Regions from separate parts of the Danio rerio genome. Here region 2 is linked to region 1. A link is a contact called in public Micro-C data. All regions are on one chromosome and are shown on one strand. Each heading gives the region's core, a stretch centred on a gene start, on an enhancer-like site or on the middle of the called end of the contact. The rest is flanking DNA. Distances are from core to core; before and after follow the strand shown. Region 1 holds the start of tbl1xr1a (TBL1X/Y related 1a). Region 2 overlaps si:ch211-51h4.2.

Region 1 (6,399 bases), core at 1,620-4,119:
AATATTTATTATCGTAATCATAAGCACGTTAGTTTGTAGCACAAGCCAGTTCCCAAATAATGTCCTAGCTATTGTATAAGTAAGTATAGTGGCTAATGAGTAGGGCCAGATGGAATCTGCGGGCATTTTTTGCTATATCTGCAGAGAATTTTGGTAAAAGTCTGTGGATTTCTGCAGAATTATTTTGGGAGAATCAGAACTAAAACCTTAATATATGAAATAAAAATAATATCTTTTTAACTTTTATTTAATGTTTAAAATGCAAATCCAATTAGATTCACTTTATTTGGTAAATAAAGCAAGTGTCACATAATATATCTAGTAAAAGACAGAAAATATTACTTTACAAACTGCATTGTAAATAAATCAGATGAACATTTTCACATTAGTCAATAATATTACTGAAATTAAGTAAAAAACTGAATAAATATAGATTTACACACATTTACTCATGTAAATGAACAGAATTAATGATGGGCTAAAAATCTGCGGAAAATCTGCTGAATCTGCGCGCGCAGACTCCAGGTGGGCCTACTAATGACTCAAAAGTCGCACATATATTCACAAGACAGTTCCGCATTGAAAACTAAAGTGGAAATACTCATTCAGTCTGCAGAACAGAGCTACTTCAAACACAGCATGTGATTGATGGATCTGATAGCAGACCACCAACCATATAATTCACAAACCGTTCAAGAAACAGACCCGACAGTCATTTTAACTCAACTCGAACTCCGTGAACCCTTTAATTCCATGTTAACTAGCCAACACGCCAACAATTTGTAGTAGCAACTAAAAAGATAATCGTTTTGTTTACTAGTTGCACTCAAAGTTTGATGCAATCCCTCCACTACTGAAACAGCTAGAGTTCAAACGAAATGCTTTATTTACAAAGAATGAATGCAAAGCGGACGCACCCTCAGCTAATTTACAAATCCACTTTCCATATTACCTGTGTTTACGATCATTTACAGTACTACTACTGATTATACCGGATTGCATAACTAGACAACAGTTACAGCGTTCCTCAATGACCTTGCAGAAAATAAACCCAGGCCTTGTTCAAGAAAGCACAGACCATGGCAGGCATTTTCAAGCTCACACCACCATCTGCCCATCTCAACTCAACCTTGAGGCTCAAGAGAAACAGGGTCAACGGCACCGCAACACAGCACAGACACAAATGTCACGTTTCAACACGTCGACTGGCCCACTGCAATTCTGCTCCACGAGGGAACGAGTGGGGGAGAGGAAAAAAAAAAGAGGGAAAAAAGCGCAATAGATCAGATCTGTCTGTCCCATCCCCCACATCTTGCTTCAATCCACTCTGAGGCACAAGTTACATAACCGTGCCACTCTTCCATTCAGAGAGACGCAGATTTCAAACAAAGACTGAGAGACTCAAATCTTTCACTGAGAGAAACGAAGACATGTTTAATAGTGTTTTAATAGCGTTTTATTGTTGGCCTAATTTCAGACGGGGGGTTGTGTAAGAAAATGAGCTAGGTTAACCTAACACTAACTAGTAAATGAGTTAAAGGGTTGGTGATCTAAATAGGTTACATGAGAGCCATTACAATGGGAGTTTCCCAACACACATGGCCTTCAGATTACACACACACACACACATTACAGAGCTCCCCACCCCCACTCTAGACTGAACACCATGATCCAGATATCACATCCACACACATATTCCTTTTTATAAAGACTATTGTTTTGTATTTATTGACTGTTTGACTTGTATAAATCATTGTTACATTGTGTTATACAGTATGCATTAAGTCTGGAGCCTTATTTTGGTGTTACTCGCAGTCATATGCATTGCATAGTTTGACAATGAGAGTGTATATAATCAGTGTGCATGCTAAGAAATATCACTTTACATGTAAATGATTACAAATTCACGATCATGTCATTTGACACACACTTGTGTTTGCCCAAACACTGAATGAGTTGAGCTTCCCCTCCCCCACTCTCACAGAGTTAGTGCTTTGCCAACAACAGTCATGTGCTCGTGCTCATCTACATGTACAGTTTGATTATAAACATTGATTATAATTCATATACAGTTAACGTAACATAATTATGTAATTATATAATAAAAACAAGACTAAGTCAGTGTTTTGAAGTGCATCACATGTAGATAATAATAGAAGTGTGTTTATATGAGAACATTAACTTGATTTAAGTGTATGAAGCACATGAAAATTTGTTAGAAATCAACTTTAATGTTATATTACATATGCATACAGCAATAATAAACATACAAAGCAGATGTAAAATTGTTCTATTAATGCTTAATTTGATTGCTTGTGTATTTTAATGCATTATGAAATTTTATTTTGCACACACCTAAACTACAAAACAATCTGAAGTGGTGCTGCATTTACGCGCGCGCGCACACACACGCGCTCACGCTCACACACACACACACACACACACACACACACACACAGTGCTTCCCATCCCCCACCCAGCCAGATCCTCCAAAAGAAATGCCCTTGCCAAATAATAAATCGCTGTATATTGTTATTAAAAATACCCAACGCAACACAAACACGCATATACTACCGTATTATCGATATAACGAGTAAAAATTAAGAAAACACTCACTTTAATACCCGGATGAACGCGAGGACTGCCTTTCACTGCTTGTGTGGAATTTCCTCCTCCTCGACTATTTTGTCAAATAGTGCTCAAACAAAGCGTTATAAAGCTGCTTTGAGGCGGCAGGTCTTCAGATAAATTCCCAAACAACAGTCCGGTCCCGTTCGCATCGGCGTAGAGCGGAATAAAATCGTTTAAAAATAGATTTAAGAGCGATTGAGGTACATTGTGGGGCTGTTTGCTAGTGGAGAAAGAGCCAAACGGTTCAGGAGCAGCCAACGGCTTCAGACACTCAAACACTGGAGAGGTGACTTTCCAGGCGAAAATGGGGGAGGCCTGGGCGGTTGTCTATGCAGCTTTGTTGAAACTGAAGGAGGAATATCGCAATAACATGCCTCTTCGTTCCATCTCAATCTGGATTTTACTGTGAACTGCGGAAGAGGTATATCATTTTAGCGACTTACAATCTTTATTATGATGCGCGGGACTCGTTTTGACACGCGAATTGAGATTGTTTATGTTGTAAAAATGCCATTAAAAGAGATTATATTAGGCATTGTGATATGGCCAGATTTATCATTTGAGATCTTTTATAAGGTCATAAATGTTGATTGTTATTCAGTGAATAGGCACAACAGTTATAAATGTAATTGATTAAATTTTGACCTAATTATGATCATTAATTATGATAATGTGTTTTTATTTTGTGTAGTCACATTTAAAAATGTTCATTTACATGTGGCTTGTGTTTCAATACTGTGGATTATATTTTGTCTAATAAATTCTTTATTAATGTGAAAATATGCAAGTCTGTTTTTCTTTTTAAATGTTAACATTAAAGTAATTTTTACTATTTTAATATTGTATGGGTTAGGGCTGTGCAATTAATCGAATCGCAATTTGAAACTTATAAATGCATGACTGCTGTCTGTGTGTGTGACAGTGTTATTAGCCAACTAAGTAAGCACACTTTCGTTCTACCCATTTAGGAGAGCGTTTCCAAAAACCATAGTTTGCCAACTAAGGTCGCACATTCGGTCATTACAAACATAGTTTGTTGATTTGACATTTCCCAAATCCAATTTTCCAATGAACATTTGCAAACCGCATTGCAAACTTGTATGCCTGCAACTACACCTCTGGAGCTGGAGTTAGAAACATAGTTCCTGGCTGTGTTTTATTCCCAGTTATCCCTTCTAATACCTATTAATTTACCACCCATTCGGGTATATTAAGTGTTGCTTATACCTGTGACCTTACATGGTAAGTAAATATGTCAGCAGTATGTAACTACAGTGTATTTACACACAGGTACATAGTATTAATTGTATAACACTAGTGTAACTACATACATAAAACAACACACTGATTAGTATGTGTAAGTTCAAAAGTGTAACAGGACTTTGGTAAAACACTAAAAACTACACATCTGTAACAAGATGATAATAAGTGCATTGTGTAACAACAATACACTTGCAGGTATTTTCCCACTTCCACAGCTGTTTGCATGCCATGTACTTCTGAATACTGTTTTAGAATAAGAATGGCAGAACTAACACTACATTAGAAGGTTTCATCTTGTGATACTAGTGTAATTACAGCGTAAATCCTCAGGAACTGTCTTCTCAATATAGTGTAAAATGGTCACAAATTACTATGTAATATTTAAAACCAACACATTTGTGCAACTGTTTAACAATAGCAGCTACAGCCAAAAAGTATAAGTGTATATAGGAATATACAAATGCCTTGTGTTTATATGTTGTTTTAAGGTAAATTGTTAAATCACATTAATTCACATTAAAGAGTTAGTTTACCAAAGATTGTGTTATTAATGTCCTGTTACACATTTGAACTTACACATGCTATTCAGTGGGTTGTTACATGTGTGTAACACCAGTATTACACAAGTAAATACTATGTACCAGTGTGTACACACACTGTAGTTACATACAACTTACAAATATAAGTTCACAGGTATAAGCGACACATTATAAAGTGGGACCGAAAATTTTAACTTTCAAACTTGAAATGCTAAAAAAAAGCATTAAAGTCGTCTCTCTTAGGTGTAATTTGCTTTCAAAGTATTTTTTACAGTTCAGTTTTAGCGATCCTCATGTTTACAATTGCGCTCAACATTGATGTCATTTTGAACACAGCTGTGGCTCATGACGAAAGCTATAGGTGACCGATTATTTAAAAGCGGAATTAATGTTGCGTTGTTGTGAAAACAAAAGGCATAGCTTACGTCAATGCTTTTAATTCATAGTAGGTTATTTGTTAAGTATCTGAACTGTATATGACATGGGCCTGTTGGTTATAACAAATCTGTTGTGGTTTGCATGTGTCAAATTGTATAATAATACATATAAATATTTATAATAATAATCATAATTTGCATTAATATTATTATTAAAGTAATTTTTTTCATTTACTAATAAATAATAAATATTAAATTAAATTTCTTAATAAATAACCTCATTATTTATGTATATGAATTATACATTTTTGTTTTAGAATAGAATATGTAATGTTCTCAATAGTAAAGGAAACATCGGTCCTATATGTGCCATTTACATATTTCAAAGAAATATGAAAAGCGAGTGCATGTTTTTATAAAAATAATATTGGATTATTTTTTTTTAATGTGTGTGCATTTAAAATATAGTTTGCACAAAGAAATTATGGGATTCTTTTCTCAAGAAGTTGTTACCAACCGGTTTAGAGCATCATTGTGGGCGTTTTACGATATAATTAACTTGGTTCAAATGATGGATCTGCGACAGAGTTTTGGGAAACACTCGTCACAACATCGTTCCGTACCCTACTGATGTATTATACTATGATAGTCCAGTCGCGAGTTAAGTCGTTGTTTGCACCCCAAAATAGTGCAACAGAACTAATGCGAAATGCCCACAATAAAAAAACAAAGAAACAGGAAAGCGCAGACGAGTGGGCATTAATAGACAAATTAATATCACTGAAAAACAGAACATGGGTAGTATAGGAATATTTCGGTTTCAAAGTTACAGACATCAAACAAAACCAGGTCATTTTTAAGAGCTGTCGCAGAATTGTTACCAGCACGAGGCAATATATCAATCAGCATCTAAAAAAGTACCACAGGTGGATATATAAGAAGTGTGAATGAGCCAAAGCTTAACTAAAAAATTAAATCGCAAATCAAATTGAAATCGCAATATCTGTCAAAAAAAACAAAAACAAAACAAAAACGCAATTAGATATTTTGCCCAAATCGCACAGCCCTAGTATGGGTCAAGTCAACAAAAAAATTATGTGAAAACTATTTAACATTCCCTGCCAAGGAATTTAATTCGAGGGGGCGCTTTCGTGCAACTTTGAATGCAGTGCAATGTTTATGCAAAACGATTTTTTACTAGAAACCGAAAACTTTTCATGGATTTTATCTATTTATGTAAATGCTTGAAAACACAATCGTCCGAAAATGGGATTTTTTTAACGATACTATTATAGTTTTTGTGTAAACTACATAAACACAACACATTTCTATTTTTACAAAAAAAGATGTGTGAACATCAGTTCAACATTCAGTCCACAGGCATGCTTGAGTACTTGCTAACTATGAGGTATATGGGTATATCGACTTTGAAGTTTAGTCAACCAGCCTGAGAGCTTCAAGTTAATTGTCATGCCATTCAGAATCGGCACATTTAAGATCTGATTTCTTTAAAAAAAAAAAAAAAAAAAACGGCAATCTTTACTTGCTGGCTGAGATACTATATAAAGTAAGTATCAGACGAAACAAGA
Region 2 (6,656 bases), core at 2,252-4,751, 98 kb before region 1:
TCACATGAGAGGGAAAAAATCAGATTCAGGCCACATTTGCCTGCAGTGTGAACATAGCCTAAAACAGACCTGTTGAATTTAAGCAAAGTATTTAAACAAGCATAATTAAATATAAGTAAATTACCTAAAATGCCGTATTAACCCTTAAAAAGTCCAATTAAATTAAGATCAAAAGTTACAGTGATTTTGTAACTAATTATACTAAGCACTGACTAATTTGTGTGCGTGAAAGATGCAGATGTCAGAGTATTATGCAACTTCTGCAAATAGTGCCGGACTAAAAGAGTGTTGTGTACAAAGTTAAACCGCAGACTAGAGCTGACTCACTAGGTAAGGCGTGAGCACCGTTCTCCTCTCCGTTTGCGGTGTTTTCTCCGTTTTTGGCATTCCCCTGCATGTTAGCGCTGGTTGCTGATGGCGCTGCGGCGGCCTGCTGCTGAGCCAGTTTGTCTCGGTATGCCTGCTGCCGGGTCTGTACCACATCGGGCATCACCGCGTCAATCAATGACAGTGATTCAATTGGCCGCCCATCGAACAGAGTGCCGTCCTGCAGAAAGAAGTCAAAGAGTCAGACATGCTGAACAATTTCAAGAAAGTCTCCCCCTTCACCCCAAACAAAAGGGTTAAATGAGACGGCCAAGTTTTGGTGTCTGCGTCATATTAAATTTACAAACAATTCCTAATCTAAGAAAATTATTTTTCAAATTTGTGTGGAGGGAAAAAATCAAATAAACATTTTAATAATGTTGCAAGACATTAATAACATTTAATAATAATAAATATTTTAATAATATTGCAGACAAATGGGTCACACCTAGTGGTTTGAAGAATAATGGTAAGACATAAAGAATTAAAATGATAAGGAATTAGTATTTTATGGCCTGACTGTTATCCTAGTGTGAGTGAGTTTCATCAAATGATTCTTGACATAAATGTGACGGACAATATTTTATTATATATTATATTTTTATTTATTACTCAAATATTATATATAATATTTAGCACAAAATATTTCTGTAAATAAAAATGCTTAAATGGTCATAATAGTGAATTTAATATTAATTAAAAAAACGAATTCTAATGTACAGGAAATCCCCAAAACAAAATAAAAATCTAATCCATTTGAAAATGTTATAGATTAGATGCTTGAACGCCCCTTTTTTGGTTTGACCTAGATTTCAAAGTTTATATTACTTTTATATTATGACAATGAAACTTATTAACACTAGTATTTTTAATTAGAGCTTACTTAAACACTATTTAGAAGCCATAATTCAATCATAATTTAAAAATCTAATCGTTTAGGGATCACATTTACAGTTGGAGTCAAAATTATTAGCCCTCCTGTGAATAGTTTTTTTCTTTTTCAAATGTTTCTTAAATGATGTTTAAAAGAGCAAAAACAAAAAAAACAAACAAAAAAAACTATTTCCTACAATATTTTTTCTTCTGGAGAAAGTCTTATTTGTTTTATTTGTTTAATGGCTAGAATAAAAGCAGTTTAATTTTTTTTAACTATTTTGATTAGCATTTTTACAGTCTTCTACAGAACAAGCTATTATTATACAATAACTTGCCTAATTACCCTTATTATGACTTTAAATGTCACTTTAAGCTGAATACTAGTATCTTGAAAAACATCTAGTCAAATATTAGTTACTGTCATCATGGCAAAGATATAATAAATCAGTTATTAGAAATGAGTTATTAAAACTATTATGTTAATGTGTTCAAAAATCTTTCCATTTTACAGAAATTGGGGAAAAATATAAAAAAGTTGGCTAAGTGAATATTACATATAAATATATCATGTCCATTTTATTTATGCCTGATGCATTAGATTGTTCTACTTAAAAAAAAGTATATAAAGTATATTAGCTACCTCCTAAGAATAATTCTCATTTTTATTTAATGTACTAAAATAAAAAAATAGATTTAATAAAAACAATATATGTTTAAACACTTTCATTTATTTTACAAAATTGAAAACGATTTTTATATGAATTTTAATTAAAAATCTCATGCATAATGTGAGATTCAGCATAAAAATATAAACAATAAAATAATTAATAATCATAACTCAATAGATGCCTCAAATGATGATGTAAATAAAGCTGCGCGGTCACCTCATTGATGCTGACTTCAGCCTCCACGTACTGCAGGCCCTTCTGAATGATGGAGATTAGGGCAGCAGGGGGCACCAAGGCGCCGTTGATGTTCGACTGGCTGATGTGGCTCTCAATGCCGAATGTGAAGGCCGAGTGGGAAAACCCTGCCAGAGGGAATGATAAACACTTCAGTGTGACGCTTGCTGGATCAACTTTCTCTTCTGCTCACAGCTACACAGAGCGTATCATGTGTGCTCCTTTAAACAACGCCCTGACTGTGAACAGCCATAGAGTTGTACTGTAAGCAATGCTGATGGAGGCTTATGAATCAAAAGGAATAAGTGATAGGTCTATCAATCAAATATGAAAACATTTTGGTGTGTTTTTTAATCATTATTCATGGGAAAATGTACCAAATAATTAAAACGTTGTTCATTTACATACGCTCCACATTTTCCAAAATGATTTGAGTAGTGACAAACAGAAGATATTTTGAAGAATGTTGGAAACCTGCCACCACTAGGTATGATTCCATCCAAAGTTATACTTTGTGCAAAATGTCTGTTTTTTTGGTCATTATGCAGAATTATATTTGCAGAATTATAAAAACAACCCGAGACGACAACGATTAACTGGTTAGTCTAGTTATCCAATGGCATCCTCTGTTGAGGCAAAATCAGATAACATATTTGAAGACTGTATTGACTAAATGTTTTTCCAATGCAGTGGATGTGCATGTCATATTATTATTTTTTATTATTAATAATAATGTAATATTCTAAAATATATAAACATAGCTATTGATTTTCATAGTACATATTTCCTACTATGCAAGCCAACATTCTTCAAAATATCTTTATAAGAGTCTCGTAAATGTTTAGAACCACTTAAGGGTTAGTAATAATCATTATTTATTATTGTTATCATTATTATTATTATTTAATATTCAGGAAAGAGCGTTTTTTTGTAAAATGTTGGTGGTGATTAGTGTGGTAGCGCCACCTACCTGACTCCTGCAGGTATCTATACACCAGGAAGTTGACCTCATCGCTGCTAATACTCATCTTCACACTTGCTTACACCATGAGGTCAGCACACAGGACACTAGCCTGAGAGAAAAAGAGGACAAAAACAATCTCAGAAACGGAATGACACTAAAAGCGTCAACAGAAGAGGTATGGATATTGCCAGACTTTCTGCTTTCCACTCAGGGGACTCGGAGTGTGTATAAAAAGCCTCTTTTTTTACAGTGCAATAAGGGGGTAAAAGCTCTCTTTGTCAGCAGGAACCTGAGTGTGTAGTGTGCTGCCAGAGGTTACCAAGGGCTTCACAGCCCTGCATGGCTGAATAACAAGTTGTAGTTCCAAAAGTGTCCATTATACTAAGGGGGCGCTGTTGCATCAAACTGAACTGCAGAACAAACAAAAAAAAGCTCCTGCCACTGAAAATGTTTACATGAGAGTTACTACAAAATACTTGTGTTTACTTGAGTTTGTGACTCAGATTCAATTTGACTGGCCTTACAGAGCTGCCAAAATGTCAGTTCACACATTGAGATGCATTTACAACTTTAGCACAGGAGGGTTTAGTTGAAATTAAAACTGACCTAGATTTGACAGTTTTTTTACATGATTAAACTGTTCGATTTATTGTGATATAAAGGGAACAGTTAACACATTTCATTCTCAAGGACACTGCTCTGTTTTTTTGCTGAATTTCTTCAAATAGCATGCTCTATATTTAACCACAATTTTAACATGTCTGCTGAACGGTAGACTTCTTGAAGCAGAAAACAAAACATGTAAAACACTTAATTTCTCAGATAAAAAATACAGCTGGATACATTTTACTGTCTAAAAAAAGAAACAAAGCTACACTATTATTTTATTTATTTATTTATTTTTGATGTATGAAAGCTCTTTTAAATTGTTACACACCTAAAATAAGATATTTTTATTTTGCATTATACAACTTAAACAGATTTTAAAAATCCCTGAAATGTGTAACAATACATCACAGTGTTTCCTCTAGGATTTTTTTCCAGCTGTGGCGGCAGGCCTTTTTTTTACACAGATATACCAAATACCTGTGGCGTTATTTCATTGACAAATGTCTTGAGCGCAGTATTAGAAGTCAAGATCGCATTTATGTAATTACCTACATGTACGAGCATGTGAATCTCTGCTTAACGATTTCCTCTGCTTGTGCACAAAACATCTTGCACGCGACCTCAAATATAAGTCGCTTCAAGAGCGCGCAGATCTTCTTGTGCGCTCTCAAACAAATGCTGCTGAGTGCGATTTAGTGCGTTTATGTAACGAGGATGTCTCCAGCATTTATTAGATTTGCTAGGAATGTTTATGAATGTCTCTAATACAGTGGTCCCCAACCCCCGGGCCACAGTACCGGGCCGCACAAGAATTAATTATCTTTAAGTTGCCAGATAAAGTTGCTACATTTAAAGCCAAACTGAGGCATATTGGACATGTTTCAAACATTAGCGGGGATTTTGTGTGAGACTAAGCCTGCGCCCTCACTCACCAAGCTGGTGCACGATCATCAGTATTCACTGTTGAAGGAGTTTGAGCGCTACTTCCCAACCTCAAAGGACCCACAAACGGCTAGGGAATGGATACGTGACCCATTTGTCAACAAACCAGCTGAATCCAGAATGTCCGTGCAAAAAGAAGACCAACTGCTGAAGATCGTAAATGACAGCGGCCTTAAAACAGTGTTCAAGACAACAACTCTGCCGGTGTTCTGGATTAAAGTAATGGCAGAATACCCAGAGATCGCTAACACAGCGCTGAAAACCCTGTTGCCATGTCAAGATGTACATGATATGTGTGTTCTGGCGCTCACGGGCTGTTTCACGGGCACACGCAAAGCTTGAAGGTAAACAAACAACGGCTTATCATAAGCATCTTATCGATAATTATTTACACGGTTGGCATTAAGATGAACATATAAACGTTATCTGACTAATTTCTATCAGCTAAATGTGTCTGGAAAAATATTCAAAGGCTTTTATTCTCATAATCCGCGCGGACGTGAACGCGTCTGACTGTTCTGATTGGCTAAAGCAGACATCTCACGTTAGCACATTCTAGACGTGCACACGCTTGTTTCACCCCTCCCCCCAGTATGAAAAAGGTTGAGGACCACTACTCTAATAGACCTACAGAGTAGCATTAATACATCCTGAAGTAAAGTGAAACGGCTATACGTCGTGTTTGCTGGCCTTTCAGCCAGTCAGTCAGCACGTCACGTCATAAATATATGTGTGTGTGTGTGTGTGTGTGTGTGTGTGTGTGTGTGTGTGTGTGTATGTTGTACAGTTTAGCAGTACTATGGTAGTATGGTGACTCTATGGCTCCAAAATACTGGTTGTACCACTGTAGTTTGTAAACGGTAGTATTGTCATTAACAGCCTATCTACAATAAAGTGACTAAAATGCTCACACGTTTCTGCAACAATAGACCATTTTATTTGAAAAGTCTGTGGAGCCCTTTAAAGTTGCAAAGCTTTGTACAATTTTTATGGTAGCCTATTGCACGTTTTCTGATGCTTCAATTCGAACGTACATCTGAATCAGTTAATTTCTGTTTCTGTCAATATGATTTACTAGCTACAAAAAACGCAACAATCTCTTAAAAAGAACAACTCACAGTGAAATTTTGAATTACTTTCAATTCTTATCTAATAAGACTGAAAAAAAAACAATAGATGAAAACCCAAAAGAGCTACAGAAAAAGTTAAAAACTATTTTTGACCGTTTCATATACCCTAATTTGCTCGTTTTGTAAAAAAAAATTGTTCTGTATAATTTGTATCTTTATTTTATTGTATTTTTTGTTGGTCAGTTATCTACAAAATAAACAAATAGAACTAATGCATTTTAGTGGGAAGTGCTGTACAAATACTGTTTTCAATAATAAGGGAATTCTACATTTAAATCAAGTACACCTATTATAACATAATATACAGTATTTAACAATTTACTTTATTTTATAGATTTGAGTTATGAATTGCAGTAGCGCAATTATACTTGGTATCACAATACTTTAGCTGGTATAGTATAGTAATGTGAATTAATGGTATTGCGACAACCCTTATACAGTATATATAAATATATAAAATATCAGACGTTACAATACTATTTCGAATTATCATTGATCTGCAGCCATAGTCCAATCATGTTCATATAAAGTTTAGTTATTAACATTTATACACAAGTTGGCCTGTTTATGTGTATAAAGCATCTGTTTTGTATATGATATGTGAACGACCTGTAAAGCTTTACTTTGACATTTCCTTGAGCGAGAATGACGTCGACTGCAATTTTTTGTCCTAAACCACGCCCACCGAAAGGATACCATTCATACCTTTTGGCAGTAGAGACACAAGCCTAATAAAGGTGACCTATTCAGTGTCATACCATAGCTTACTGAAGCATTCAATGGAAATGAAGCAACCAAGCGATTGGAGTAATTCATCTAGATTTGGTCAATCAGGCTTGTGCATTATTATGAACAAGCAACATTTTT

What was found. A called contact is a pair of places that touch in the nucleus more often than the background predicts.
Region 2: a contact with region 1 is called in a Micro-C map of caudal fin, with 18 times the contacts expected there. The contact joins the enhancer-like site here to the promoter of tbl1xr1a in region 1. A contact is called at or near these places in 6 of 18 Hi-C or Micro-C datasets (caudal fin, embryo, hematopoietic stem cells and 1 more) and 2 of 4 datasets of contacts at active chromatin or transcription factors (caudal fin and gastrula embryo).

The regions. Positions count from the first base shown.
Region 1 is chr11:8,794,961-8,801,359 of GRCz12tu, reverse strand. tbl1xr1a (TBL1X/Y related 1a) reads right to left here and starts at 2,869. Exons shown (of 14, transcript NM_001020583.1): 1 at 2,617-2,869. All of the region lies in intron 18 of si:ch211-51h4.2, which reads left to right.
Region 2 is chr11:8,893,561-8,900,216 of GRCz12tu, reverse strand. The region is part of intron 18 of si:ch211-51h4.2; the gene reads left to right. tbl1xr1a (TBL1X/Y related 1a) reads right to left here. Exons shown (of 14, transcript NM_001020583.1): 4 at 3,115-3,217; 5 at 2,127-2,272; 6 at 328-547. The coding sequence starts at 3,172. Among named protein-coding and RNA genes, the nearest start is that of tbl1xr1a, 98 kb to the right of the region's middle. Within about 2 kb of position 3,501, at least 43 of the 62 cell types and tissues checked have an H3K27ac peak or open chromatin away from gene starts, as enhancers often do. A contact at or near this core is called in caudal fin, where this site is marked.